Regions from separate parts of the Anas platyrhynchos genome. Here region 1 is linked to region 2. The links are chromatin contacts, called in public Hi-C maps. All regions are on one chromosome and are shown on one strand. Each heading gives the region's core, a stretch centred on a gene start, on an enhancer-like site or on the middle of the called end of the contact. The rest is flanking DNA. Distances are from core to core; before and after follow the strand shown. Region 1 holds the start of CCND1 (cyclin D1). Region 2 has its middle 63 kb from the start of TRNAQ-UUG.

Region 1 (6,109 bases), core at 3,027-5,526, 100 kb after region 2:
CCTCACCCCTTGCTATTGACAGGAGGATGTGGGAGCCCATAAGTGAAAGAAATAAATACATCTTAGCCAGCCTAGGAATGGTTCCTCTTAGCTCTTTCTCAAGCAGGCTGCAGCTTGTGAAATCAAATATGGACTACATGTTAGTACAGATGTCGACTCCAGCATATCTCCACTGATTTTTAGTATTAACTAAGACTTGTATTTTCCTGAGAAGATGAATACTTTTCAAAGTCACTGAGGAAGCAACCAGTGCTGTGAGGCACCAACACCACTTGACTCCAGCATGAGCCGCTTCAGAAAAGCAAACTAGAAGACTAATAAATGCTGGCAACAGATATCATCTAGACTAGTTCAACTTCAAACTGTACTCTCAGACTCTAGTTCGACAATGTGTTTAAATATGTATTTAATTTTTAAGCATATGGGTAGTTCTGGTGTTCTCATATTTTGATTTAAGCATGTGTTTAAATCTTTTACTGAAAGAGCTTCTAAATCATTTGCAATCCAGCCTCATTTCCATCTCTGAAAATCACAGTATTACATCACTGGATTGCTCCAGAAGTAGGAAAAAGTATTCTCAGTATTTCTCGAGACAGTTTTCCTGGTGTTATCCTACCATTTTGCTAGGATTCAGCTTCTCTAACCAACTCCAGCCCCAGCCTGAATTCAAAGCTGGTATTTGATGAAATGCCTTGGTTGTGGACAAAATATGCTCAAACTCTATACAGACTTTAAAGGGAAGATAAGGTTGGGGCTTTATTGTGCGTTTCAAGAAAAGATGTAGCCATTCCCCTTTTCCAGATCCTCCTGTTCTCACCACAATATTCCAGGAAATTGCCTGCCCATTTCAAGACATGCCACAATTAGTGCTTGTGCCATGGTACCCATGCACAGAACACAACTTGTGCCTAACGGAGATTCTGGGTGTATTTTGGGTTGGAAATAAATAGTAAGGTTTATTTCCCCACCCCTTCCCTCCCTTCAGGCATTTACAGTCTTGCTTTTGCCTGCTGTACCATTTTCCAGTGGAGAATGTGTCAGACGATCTCAACCTCACTGCGTCCATCCATACGTCTTCTTAGCCCAATGCAAGTGTAACTAGGGGATCCCGTAAGAACCAAAGTTTCAGCAACATGCCATTTCCCTGCCATCAAGTGCATGGAGGTGTTACACATGCTGAGTGACCCTTACCATTTGCTGAGTGACTGGTGGCCCTACCAACAGAGAGCTGCAGAGTTGGCACTTAGGTAAAACCACTTGGCTCTCCAACCAGGAATCAAGAAAATGCAAAGGACAGAGGCAATTTAGAGCGGAGTGCCATCACACTGTGATTTTGATTGTTCTTTACCTTAAAAGTGAGCAGTGGTGCTGCTACCTTTGTACAACCACTAGGCCAAGATAACGTTAATACCATAGGAAATTTTATATGCAGGAAACAAAGCATCTCTGATGCAGCAGCTAGTCAGTCATGTTGTATTTTGGCTTTTCACTTGAATCCCTCTGAAATGTAACCCATGGTCAGAATGACAATTCCTCCCCCAAAAGGACCAAGAAGAAGCATCCACAATTTAAGGTTGTAAATCTGAGCAATTTACTAAGTGATGTAAACCCAAATGAAAATTAGCCAACAAAAGACATTCAGTTGAGTTCAGTGGGAGGCTGTTATCATACCTTGCATTCTCTGCCTGTCGCTAGTGGGACAGGTAAGAAGTAACCACAGGGGACACACAGCTACCCTACAGATGGTAAATATAAGATAAATAGCACACAGAGATGTAACTGTAGGAGTGTGTGTTTCACGGAGTATCCCATATTCTTTTATTTTAAAATAAGCACGTACAGAATACCAGCTACCACAAGGAGATCAAATTAGGCATGAATATTCCTTAAGTGTTTGATAGGGCCATAATCTCATCTGTCAGGGCTTTCAGTTCTTCACTTCCCCTGCTGATTTATGGAAACACGCAGACGGGGTTCCCCGCGGCCTGTCGCCCCATGTTGGTGTCTGCATTTCTGTATTTTCCGCCGGGTTGGTGCAAAATGGCAGCACCCTGCATCCACCACAGAAAGGTGCTCACACGAGGCAAAAGGTAGCAGAGACCCAGGCGCTGCGGGTTTGTTTGGTTGTAGCCACTAGTTCGGTGTTACAGGCCCGATCCTGCTGCCTTTGGTGGTGGAGGTAATGCTCCCACTGAATTCGGGAAAAAAAAAAAAAGCCTGAGTTTTGCGAATTTATCATTTTGTCATCTGTGCTTCGGGTCAGAACTATCAGAACTACAACCCAGAATTACAGCCCTTGGGTCAGGGCCAAGCGATCCCTACGGGCTCCAGGAGCGCCCGCCCGCCCCTCGCAGCAGCGCCGGCCCCGGCGGTGCCGCCCGCCGGCAGGTGCGCGGGCCGGGAGGCGAAGCGCGCTCCCGGGGGCGAGGGGCGCGCGCCCGCGGCCCGGCGGCACGCCAGGAATGCGCGCGCCCGCGGCTTTGTCAGCGGCGGCGGCGGCGCGCGGGGCGGGGTGACGTCATGAGAAAGTGCCGGCGGGGGCGGGGCTGGGGAGGAGCGGGGCGGGGGCACCGGGACCGGCACCGGCACCGGCAGCGGGAGGGGGGCGGCACGGCACGGAGGGCACAGACTGACAGACAGACGGACAGACTGACTGACTGACGGACTGACTGACTGACTGACGGGCAGCCCCGGGCTCGGTCCCCCGGACCGGCCCCTGGCCGTTAAGAGGCCGTTAAGGGCCGTTAAGAGCCGTTAGAAAGCCGTTAAGAGGCCGTTAAGGCGCCGCCCCCGCCCCCCCCGGCAGGTAGCGGCGGGGCGGGCCCCGGCCGGGCAGGTGCGGGGCGGCTCCGTGCTGGGACGCGCCCCGGGGGCCGCCGAGCCCCTTGGGGGTCTCCCCCCCGTGTCCGGTGCCCTTTGTGCCGGCGGGCGCGGGCGGCCAGATCTGCCCGGTAACAGCGCGGCGCCGCCATTGGCCCGCGCTAATGGGCGCTTCCTGCGGCCGCGCCGCCCCGCAACGCGCCGGGGGCTCCCCCGGGCCCCGCGCCAGCGCCGCGCCCCGGCCCCGGCCCCGGCCCCGCTCCCGCCCCGCGTGCGAGCGCAGCGCCGGCACCTGAGGGGCGGCGGGGGGCTGGCAGCGGGAGCGCGCCCCGGGGCCGCCCCTCCCGGCTCCCCCAGCCGGCCGCTCCCCCAGTTGGGCCTCGTGTCTGCGGCTGCAGGGTCCCCACGTGCTGCCCGGCCTCGCTGCGCTGGGAGAGCACCAGGCAGGGGCACGGGCACGGGCATGGGCACGGGGAGCGGCCTCCTCGCCGAGAAGCCCTCCCTGGGCAGCCCCCCGGGCTGCTGAGCACAAGGGTTGCCGAGCTCCACGGGCGTCGCGTGCCCCGCGTGGGTGAAGACAAAATGGAGGCGAGCGGCCAGGCACGGCGCGGAGCTGGGCGTGCTGCGTGCGGGGAGGTTACGCAAGCACGCAGCCCTGCACCGACATGCCCTGAGAGCCCTGGCACCGCTCCCCCGAGGTCACGCACCAGGGATGCTGCGCGGCCCTGCAGCGAGCGTGCTGCGGCCACGAGACCCCGACACCAGCACTGCTTCGGCGATCCCATCCCGAGCTGGGAGCGGGCTGCAGCTGGTGGCTGTGCTCAGGGTGGGCCCACACGAGGCAGCGCCAGCCCTGCTGCTCGTGGCCTTCCCGCTCCGCTTCGGGCCCAGGCGTTTCTCCCGCGGAGCAGCCGCGTTGGCTTCGCCTCTGGTATTTTCCAGTGGGCCCCAAGCTCCCCTATCAGCCCGCGGAAAAGCGAGGAGTAGTTTAAAGGAGGCTTTCTACCAGAAACAAAGCCAAGCCGGGCGTTCTCAGGTACAGGCAGCCCGGCGGGGCTGGGGGCCGGGAGTTATTTACGGCAGGGCCGTGCGGCCACATGTCAGCGTGGACGGGCTGCCCTCGCCGCATGGCACCGTGCAGCACGGGTGGATGCTGGCACCTCCCCCGGCTCATCTCCCCGTAGGTGCGGGAGGAAGCCCTGGCCACCATTTTGCTGCTCTGCGGGGAGATTTTCCGCTGGGTGGCTGTGCGGTGGGGGCGGGGTGCTGAGGGCGGCCTGCCCGGCCTGCGCTGCCACTCGCCGTCGTGTCCCCCACCACCCCAGTGCCCCTTCGGGAGGGTAAAGCCTTGAAAGTGAAAGGGGAGGCGTGAAGGAAGGAAGGGAGGGAGATGCACCGTCTTTGCAGGAAGGGGGGGGGGACCCCAACTCTTTTACGTTTCTGTCCTGCAGCAAAATCATTGAGGGGCTGTGGAGTTAAAAAAAAAAAAAAAAAAAAGGAAAAAAAAAAGAATGAGGAAATGGGAGAAAGCTGCTCCCTTGGGATCGACTACAAAGGCTGCACGTCCAGGTCGGGAGCACGTGTGTTTAAAGGACAGATCTTCCAGGTACGCATCGCGGAGGGCAGGCACGGTAATTGATAAGGGAGAGCGAGGCGCTGGTGCTGCCCGGCTCCCCCTCCTTGGCGCCCCCAGTAAAATAATACCAACCGCGTCTCCCTGTATTTATATCCATGTGTGCCTGTGTGTGGCCTAGCCCCATTCATCATTTGGCTCCCACTGCAGAACTCTCTCCATTTTTAAAATTATGCATGATACACTGAAGAGACAATTTGGGTTTCCCCCACCTCTCCCTTGCCCTTGAAGAAAGCAAGCCCTTGTCTCATTTGCATTTGCATTAAACCCCTGCTCTCTATAAGCTAAGCAAAGGGGAAGGACTTGAAGCCTATGGGATGGCTTTAGGGCTCTGCCCCTTGCTTTTGGCTCTCTCTCTCTCTCTTTCTCATTCTCTCTCGTGCTTTGATCTCTGCTTAACAACAGTAACGTCACAGTTTTGTTGGAAGTTAGAAAGTTTTGCAGCCTCCAGAGGGCTGTAGCGGCAGTAGCAGAAGCAGCATCCAAGGGACTCCTGGAAGGGGAAGAGAGAGAGCGAGAGACTGACTCAGTCCTTGAGAAAACTGACTCGAGACGAAGGAGGCAGACATGGAACATCAGCTGCTGTGCTGCGAGGTGGAGACCATCCGACGAGCCTACCTGGATGCCAACCTCCTCAACGACAGGGTGCTGCAGACAATGCTCAAGGCGGAGGAGACCTGCTCGCCCTCGGTGTCCTACTTCAAGTGCGTGCAGAAGGAAATCTTGCCATATATGAGGAAAATAGTTGCCACTTGGATGCTGGAGGTCTGTATGCTCCGGGGGGTTCCGCGCCGCTCCCTCGCCCCCCGCGCTCAGCCCCGGCGCTGCCCGCCCGGCCCCGGCTCCGGCTGCGGCTGCGGGGCCGGGGCTGCCCGGAGCGGCCCCGGGCCCCCCCCCCCGGCGGGGCGGCCGCGCACCCCCTGCCCGCGAGGGCCCCGCTCCGGCGGCGGCCGTGCGAGGGGAGCCGGGGGCTGAGCGCGGCCGGAGGCGGCCCCCGCCCGGCTCCCTCCCGGCCCCGCCGGGCAGCCCCGGGCCGGCCCCGCCGCGCAGCCCCCGGGCGGCTGAGCGCTGCCGGGGGGTTTCTTTAAAATTAATATCCCTGTACACGTATGCAAGCGCTGCCCGTGCCAGTATTACGCGCCATCTTTGTTCTTTTATTGCAGAGCAAAAAAAAAAAAAAAAAAAAGTGTTTATTAATCGGCAGAAAATTAGAAAGTCCCGGGGAGCGCGCCAAGGGCGGCCGGGCGGGCGGGGGGGAGCGGGGCCGGGGCCGGGGGAGCGGGGCCGGGGGCCGGGGGGAGCCCGGCGGGGCTGCGGGCAGGGGCACGGCCGGAGGGGCTGCGGCGGCCCCCGGGGAGCGGCGGGGTGAAAGTTTCTTTGTTCGGCGCCGAGGGCGGCCGGAGCCGCGGTGCCCCCTCCGCGCCGCGCCTGTGCCGCGGCGGCGAGCCCGGCGGCGAGCCCGGCCGGGCAAAGCGAGGGGGAAAGGGCCTCGGGCAGGGGCGCGACGCGGCCGGGGGGGCTCCCGGCTGGAGCCCCAGAAGCCGGGCTACATTTTCGTGCCTTTTGGGCGGCCCTGGGCGCCCGCGATCTATTTTTAATTAATTTTTGAAAGCGCAGTGCCCTGCCTCGCTCTGCGAAGCGTCGCGCCCGGCCGCG
Region 2 (6,223 bases), core at 3,382-5,881:
AACAATGACAAATATTTCATGTCTAGTAAAAAAAAAAAAATAGTGTGTGTGAATGCAGCAACCCAAAAGGGAGACATTTATTCAAAGGATTTTTGCTGCGCCAACTGTCCTGGGGGAGGGCTTGGACTTGGGAAGTCCAATTCTCTCCTCTAAACCACATCCACATGATGAAATGCAGGGATTCCCTTCCTATTCTATCACGTAGCTTGCCCAGAGGCTAGGTAGGTTAGTCCTGCAAACCTGTAGATACTCCTAAAAAGAAACATACAGAGCGAGAGCAGCTTGCAGAGAGGCCTCACATCTCTCTACAGGTTGCTGGTGTGGGACGTGTGCTATTCCCAGGATCTCAGAGCTTCCCCCCAGACTGTATTCCCGCGCTGCCTGCTTTTCCTTTTCCTCATCAGCTTGCTTCTCTGATGTAGGTATGGAGTATAAAAACCTTGTGAAGACCCAAGCACTACCAAAACTGCAAATAATAACCTTCAGCACAGTAATGAAAGGGGCAAGGAATCAGCAATCCTGGCTTCTGTTCCTTTGGAGTCTTGGGTGTTCTGCAAGTCTTCTTTAGATGTGCTAATAAAGAGCAGGATGCTGAACTTGAAGAACCCAGATTTAAATATTTTGACCCACAAGCACAGATACAGCAGATAGTTTCAGGGATTTATCTGGGAGTCTTTTTCTCAGGTGAGGAGCAGGCTCGGCAGCGCCGTACCCTGCAGGTGTCGTGCGGTTAATCTGCCCACGGCTGCTTCTCAGATCCCGCGCGGCTCTGACTGAGGCTCTTTTCCTGTTTGCAAGGGAGCGGGGCCTTATCAGCAACATCTGCAATGTCGTATGGCTTACCCAGAGCCTTTCACCAATCACGGGGGTGTTTTTAATCACTCCGAACAGGAAATAGCATGCTGCATTTAAATACTGTATATAATTATCATGGGAAATATAATTAGCAAGCGTAATTAAATGGGCTTGACTGCATATCAGACTGTTTCTCGATTTTTCACTCAATCCAGCTGTTTCTCACAAGCTCTTTACTTTGAATACTGGTGGTCTGCGACGGAGCCTCTGCACAGAATGGAGAAAGAATTACTTCTTTAAAAGCTATTCATTTAATCTAACTAGGCCAATTTATTTAAATACAATCACGACGTTTTCCACGACGACCTCCTTTACTTATTACTTCAGATGCTTCATTTTGGAATGCCTAGATTCATCAGAAATATTCGAATTTGAAAGCTTTCTAAAACCCCAAGTAGATGAAGTCACTGACGGCAGGGACTGCTTGTTTGTTATGCGCTTGTTGGATGTGCTGCACAATGGCGGCCTCGTTCTTGATTGGATTCTCTTAAGTATAATGCTAATGATGATAAAAGCAGTGTGGTTAATCACCGAATGCAGTGCTGTTTTATGATGATGCTTTTTCTTCCTCCTCAGAAAGGAGGAGAGAGGAAGCATTCCGAGCTACTGGAGGAAATATTGGGTCTTCCCTCCAATAAAGGCCACGGGCTCTAGAATGCTGCAGCAGAGTTACAAATATTGGGCAGGACGTGTTGAGAAAATATATTTTCATTTAAAGAATGGTCCTCTTTTTATCCCGGTGCCCAGTCTTTGGATTCAGTTGTGTAAGTGGCTGAAGTGACAGAATAGTTTGCTGCCTGTGAGCGAGGCAAACCCACCCCGTCCCCTTCCTGTGAGCAGGACACTGCCTTACACTGGACCTAGTGCCCACATGTGCCCTTAAGGAGCTGGTTCAGCTCCCTCCGCCAGCAAAAACCTCTGCTTCTCTTTTTTTTCTGGGTTGCCTGAGTGAGCTGAATTAGCTCGCAGAGCAATCAGATGAAGCTAATGTCAGCAATGGGGGCACAGAGACCCATCCGTAGAGCTGCTGGGGCAGCAGGGGACGACCCGCTCCCTTTTGGCAGGAGCAGGCGCTCAGATCAGCCCAGCAGCCTCATCTGACTCCACTTATCGCCAGAGTCATGTGGGGAAGGGAAAGGGTATCTGAAGATCACTGTATGCCATCTCCGCAGCCAGGAATGCCTGAGACGTTCCCATGCGCCAGCGTGCTTAGCTGAATGACACTAATTCTTAAAGCAAAAGGAAACTCGTGAATATTTGGTCTTTTTTTTTGTTTGTTTTCGTGGACCATGCTCATAGTCTCTTCCTTGATGTAAGTGTGTAAGATTTCAGTACACGGGCATAAGTGATAGCAAAAAATGCATTTTTAAATAGTCGCACTGTAGGTCGTTGCAGCACACAAGTACCCTGCTTTTTTGAAGTATTTCCAAGAGTAGAGAGTTAAGAACAATTTAGAGCAATGGTTAAATTTTTTGTTCTATAATTTTGTCCAAAGAATAAATTCAAGGAAAATCCTGTATTTTCAAGAACATACACTGGGGAGAAGAAAACAATGTAATAAATTATTAGTTCAGGACGTGTAACGGCAGATTAAATGCTGTACTAACTACAATTGTCTGACATGATCCCATTGTCATAAACAGTGGATGTGTGGGCTATCACAGTACCCAGCTGTATAAATTCGATCTGTGTCAGGTCTGAGCATTCCTATTAACTTTTCTATTAACAGTAATTAATTTTCTATTAACATTTCTATTAACTTTACTAGCCATTGTGACCTGCAGCCACCTGTGCAAGTACAGGCACAACTTGACCCAGGACTAAGTTAAATGGTGCAGACAGACAGTGCCCAATTCTGTCTGTCCAGAATCCCGCCACCCTCAGAAGATCGTTGAATGACTGATCAGCATTTTGGGTTATAGAATTATAGAATATCCTGAGTTGGAAGGGACCCATAAGGATCATCAAGTCCAACTCCTGGCACCGCACAGGTCTACCCAACAATTCATACCATGGGTCACCCAGCTATGACTTTTTTATCTGGGAGTAGTAGATCTAGGCCCAGATTTACCCTAACATCAAGTCATAGCCTGGGTCCTTTGTGCAGGTCTCCAAACCCTGTGTAGCCAGAGCTGGCTCTGTCTTTTCTGAGGGAATGAATGCTTGCAGTATGCAATGGCTTCCCCGTGTTCACTGGAGGCCCCAGGACTCCACACTTGTGAGCCATCATCATCAAGCCAACAATTATGCTGTATTGTTTGAGCTTTAACAGACCTTAAATACGTGTCTTACGGAATATTTCAGATAGAGACTGGAGAACTTGTATTGACATAATTACTTAATACCTGCATGCTCAAAGAAGCTGATGGTCAAGGTAATGGAAAAGCAGAAGTTTAATTTATACAGATAGTTAAAGGATTTAGCTATCTTATTTCTTCATAACAATACCTAAGAATCTTTTCTCGTGCCAAACGTGAGGTAAAGGCTTGATTCAAACAGGCAGTAAATTCAATACAAAGCTTCTTCCAAATCCGAGATGCCAGATAGCTTTTCCAATGCGTGATTTAAGCCAGTATTTCCTGCAGTCTGAGACAAGAGAAGAGACGCTGTCCGCAACACTTTAAAGCTAATTAGCTGAAGAGGACGTGGTTGATGCTGAGAATCGCTCGCCACTTCCAGCTGAAGACGCCTGACTGACCCGATAACCACAGGGCAGCAAATGGCAGTCAGTGTAATTAAGGCCCCTCTAATTTGCCTGGTGTCAAAAATGCCAAACCCCAAATTCCACGGTTTCTTCTCTAAGCGTACCATAGGACTAGTCAAAACAGCTATAAATACATTTCCCCTGTATCTGCACATTCCATAAATAGTACAAATACAATTTTATAGCAATAACTGAGGCTGCTCGCTTCAGACAGTTGTGCAGTTTAACTTCTACCATTAGAGCCTGAACTTGGAAAAGAATACAGAACACAGATTCTTGCTTTTACAACTAAAGTGTGTGCAACAGGGTGCTTGCTTATCCATGGGCTGTCTGCCACCCACTAGCAGCACACAACCTTTCAAGAACAGCGATCATCCCGCTTCCACTGAGGCCAGCAAGGATGCTGTCACTGCCTTGGAGGAAATGAGGACAGTGTCCTTGTTTACATACTTTCAAAGGGACTTTCTCCTTTTTTTCCTTTTTTTTTTTTTTTTTTTTTTTTTTTTCTTTTGTTGCATTTTTAGTTCTTAATATTGTTGTATTTTTATCTCATCATATTGTTTGTGTTTACTCCCTTGTAAGGCGTTGCAGCAGGTTAGGTGTTCTCAGGTCGTGAGAACCCAGAGCAATTACTCTTTGATTGATTCTCAGATTGTGATTTGCGTGACTGCATAGGTACGTGCTGATCCAAAGGGGACACTAAATCCGGGGTGCCCAAAGAGCGAGTGGGCACCACAGAGACGCTGAGCTTCCTGACCGGGTCACGGGGATGGTCGCAGCAGAGGCAGAAGCAGGTCTCTCCTTCCCTCTGCGGCATCCTGCAAATCCCAGCGCCCGCTGGGGCTCCGGAGCACCATCACGCTGCACCAGCCGTCACCCGTGGTGCTTCGCTGCCCTCCGCGGTTCTGCCTGGGCTTCCCCTGGGTTAACCCGCCCGGTACGGCCGCGGGCAGCAGGAGCGCCCCGCTCACCGAGCCCCCGCTCTGACGGGAGCGCGCACACGAAGCGCGCCCCCGCCCGCCGCGGCAGCGCGCTCAGCGCGGCCCCGCCCCTCGCCCGCCCGCCCGCCGTGCTGATTGGCCGGCCCGCCGGGCGGCGCAGCCAATGGGCGGCGCGGCGGCGCGGCCGCTCGGGAGGCGCAGCGCGGCACCGCGCGGCGGGAGCGGGGCCGGGATGCGGGGACCCGGGTTCGAGACTGGGCCGGGACCGGGATCGAGACCGGGACAGGGACAGCCGCAGCCCCCGGCCCTGATCCCATCCCATCCCATCCCATCCCATCCCGGTCCCGGGCCGCCTCTCCCCGCAGGCTGTGCCTTTCCCAGCGCGCCCGCCTGCTAGGGAGCCTTTTTTTTTTTTTTTTTTCGGTGCTGATTGAAATCATCTGTTTTGGGTTCTCTGACAAATTAATTGCACTTCCCTCTGACTCAGGGGCCTTCTGACTTTTGAAGCGGATTTTGTCTACATGCCGTCTCCCAGACGAACACAATTTAATTTGCCGGGCTTTAAATGAACTTTGCGTTTCCACAAAGCCAATGAAAGAAGCGTTTGTTCTGGTGGCGGCCTCCACAAGCGTGGTGCGGGGATGGATTTGGGATGGAAGCTGCCAGATGCCTGTTTTCCTGCGGCCGATACCCCGCTCTGAAATGTGTTGCGTCCGGAGGTGCACTGTGCCACCAATGGCGCAGGCCATGAGCCATGTGCTTCCTAGTACCTGAGCACAGTGCCCCTTAATGAACCGCCAGAGCTGCCATGGGATCGAGCCGGGACAGTAACACGGCTGTGCCTGTTTGTTGTGTCAAGAAAATAACCATGGGTTAAGGGTGCCTTCCAGTGCCATCTCCTTTCATAGGGATAAGCAGGAGCTGCCGAGTTCAGCTGGAGTCCAAACTCCCCTCAACCACCCCAAGTGCTGTGCCCGGGCTTATGATTCGGGCCCCTTAATGATACGACTTCTTCCCCAATTCTCTTGGTCCATCCTTCAGGGCTTTTAAAAGTCACCTTTCAAACACACTGAGACAAATTCTGCTCTTCAGTACGTGAATGTTGCTGCCTGTGACCGTACTCTGCATGTCGAAGGTTTGAAAAGGGGCTCAAAGCAGAGCTGTGATGTTAGACAGGGCTGTGCCAGGCTTATGAGGGAGCACTGAAGACAGAGTTTTTACCATGCTCAGATTAGTCTGTATTAGTCTGTATGCTCTGTGCATGGGCATTTTGGGTCATACCTGTTTATCTTCCCTATTTTGAAAAGCACCAGCGTACATAATTGACTCTGTGGGCTTCTACTTTCGTTAGCAGAGGTAGATTTAAGCACATTCTCAAAGCTAAGCGCATGCTGATATAGTTGATAAAGTGGGAATGAAGAGAATCTGCTGTTTTTCTTGGCCCATCCGAGCATTTCTTCCTCTCCCCCTCCCCATGCATTCTAAAATCCAAATGATTTGTAAACATTAATTAATTTATCTTTGCAACTCTGCTGGGAAATAAGGGTGTTATTTTTGATCCTTCCCTTACCTAAAATGCAATTGATACCAAAAGAATTTTGTGAGGCTAACGGGAATCAAACCCAAAATCTGCCCTGTGCCGTAGCTGCCGTGTCCACGGCTCCAAGGGGCAGGGTCTCAACCAGCTCTGAGTGACTGCAGGACTTCTGTCATGGGCTGACCC

Evidence for each region. Hi-C and Micro-C count contacts between places; a contact is called where the count stands out from the background.
Region 1: a contact with region 2 is called in a Hi-C map of subcutaneous adipose tissue, with 2.6 times the contacts expected there. The contact joins the promoter of CCND1 here to the enhancer-like site in region 2. A contact is called at or near these places in 5 of 8 Hi-C or Micro-C datasets (liver, skeletal muscle, small yellow follicle and 1 more).

The regions. Positions count from the first base shown.
Region 1 is chr5:47,775,059-47,781,167 of IASCAAS_PekinDuck_T2T, forward strand. It overlaps CCND1 (cyclin D1), which reads left to right and starts at 4,277. Exons shown (of 6, transcript XM_013102661.5): 1 at 4,277-4,426; 2 at 4,859-5,218. The coding sequence starts at 5,021.
Region 2 is chr5:47,671,705-47,677,927 of IASCAAS_PekinDuck_T2T, forward strand. No RefSeq gene overlaps it. Among named protein-coding and RNA genes, the nearest start is that of TRNAQ-UUG, 63 kb to the left of the region's middle. Within about 2 kb of position 4,632, at least 2 of the 8 cell types and tissues checked have an H3K27ac peak or open chromatin away from gene starts, as enhancers often do. A contact at or near this core is called in subcutaneous adipose tissue, where this site is marked.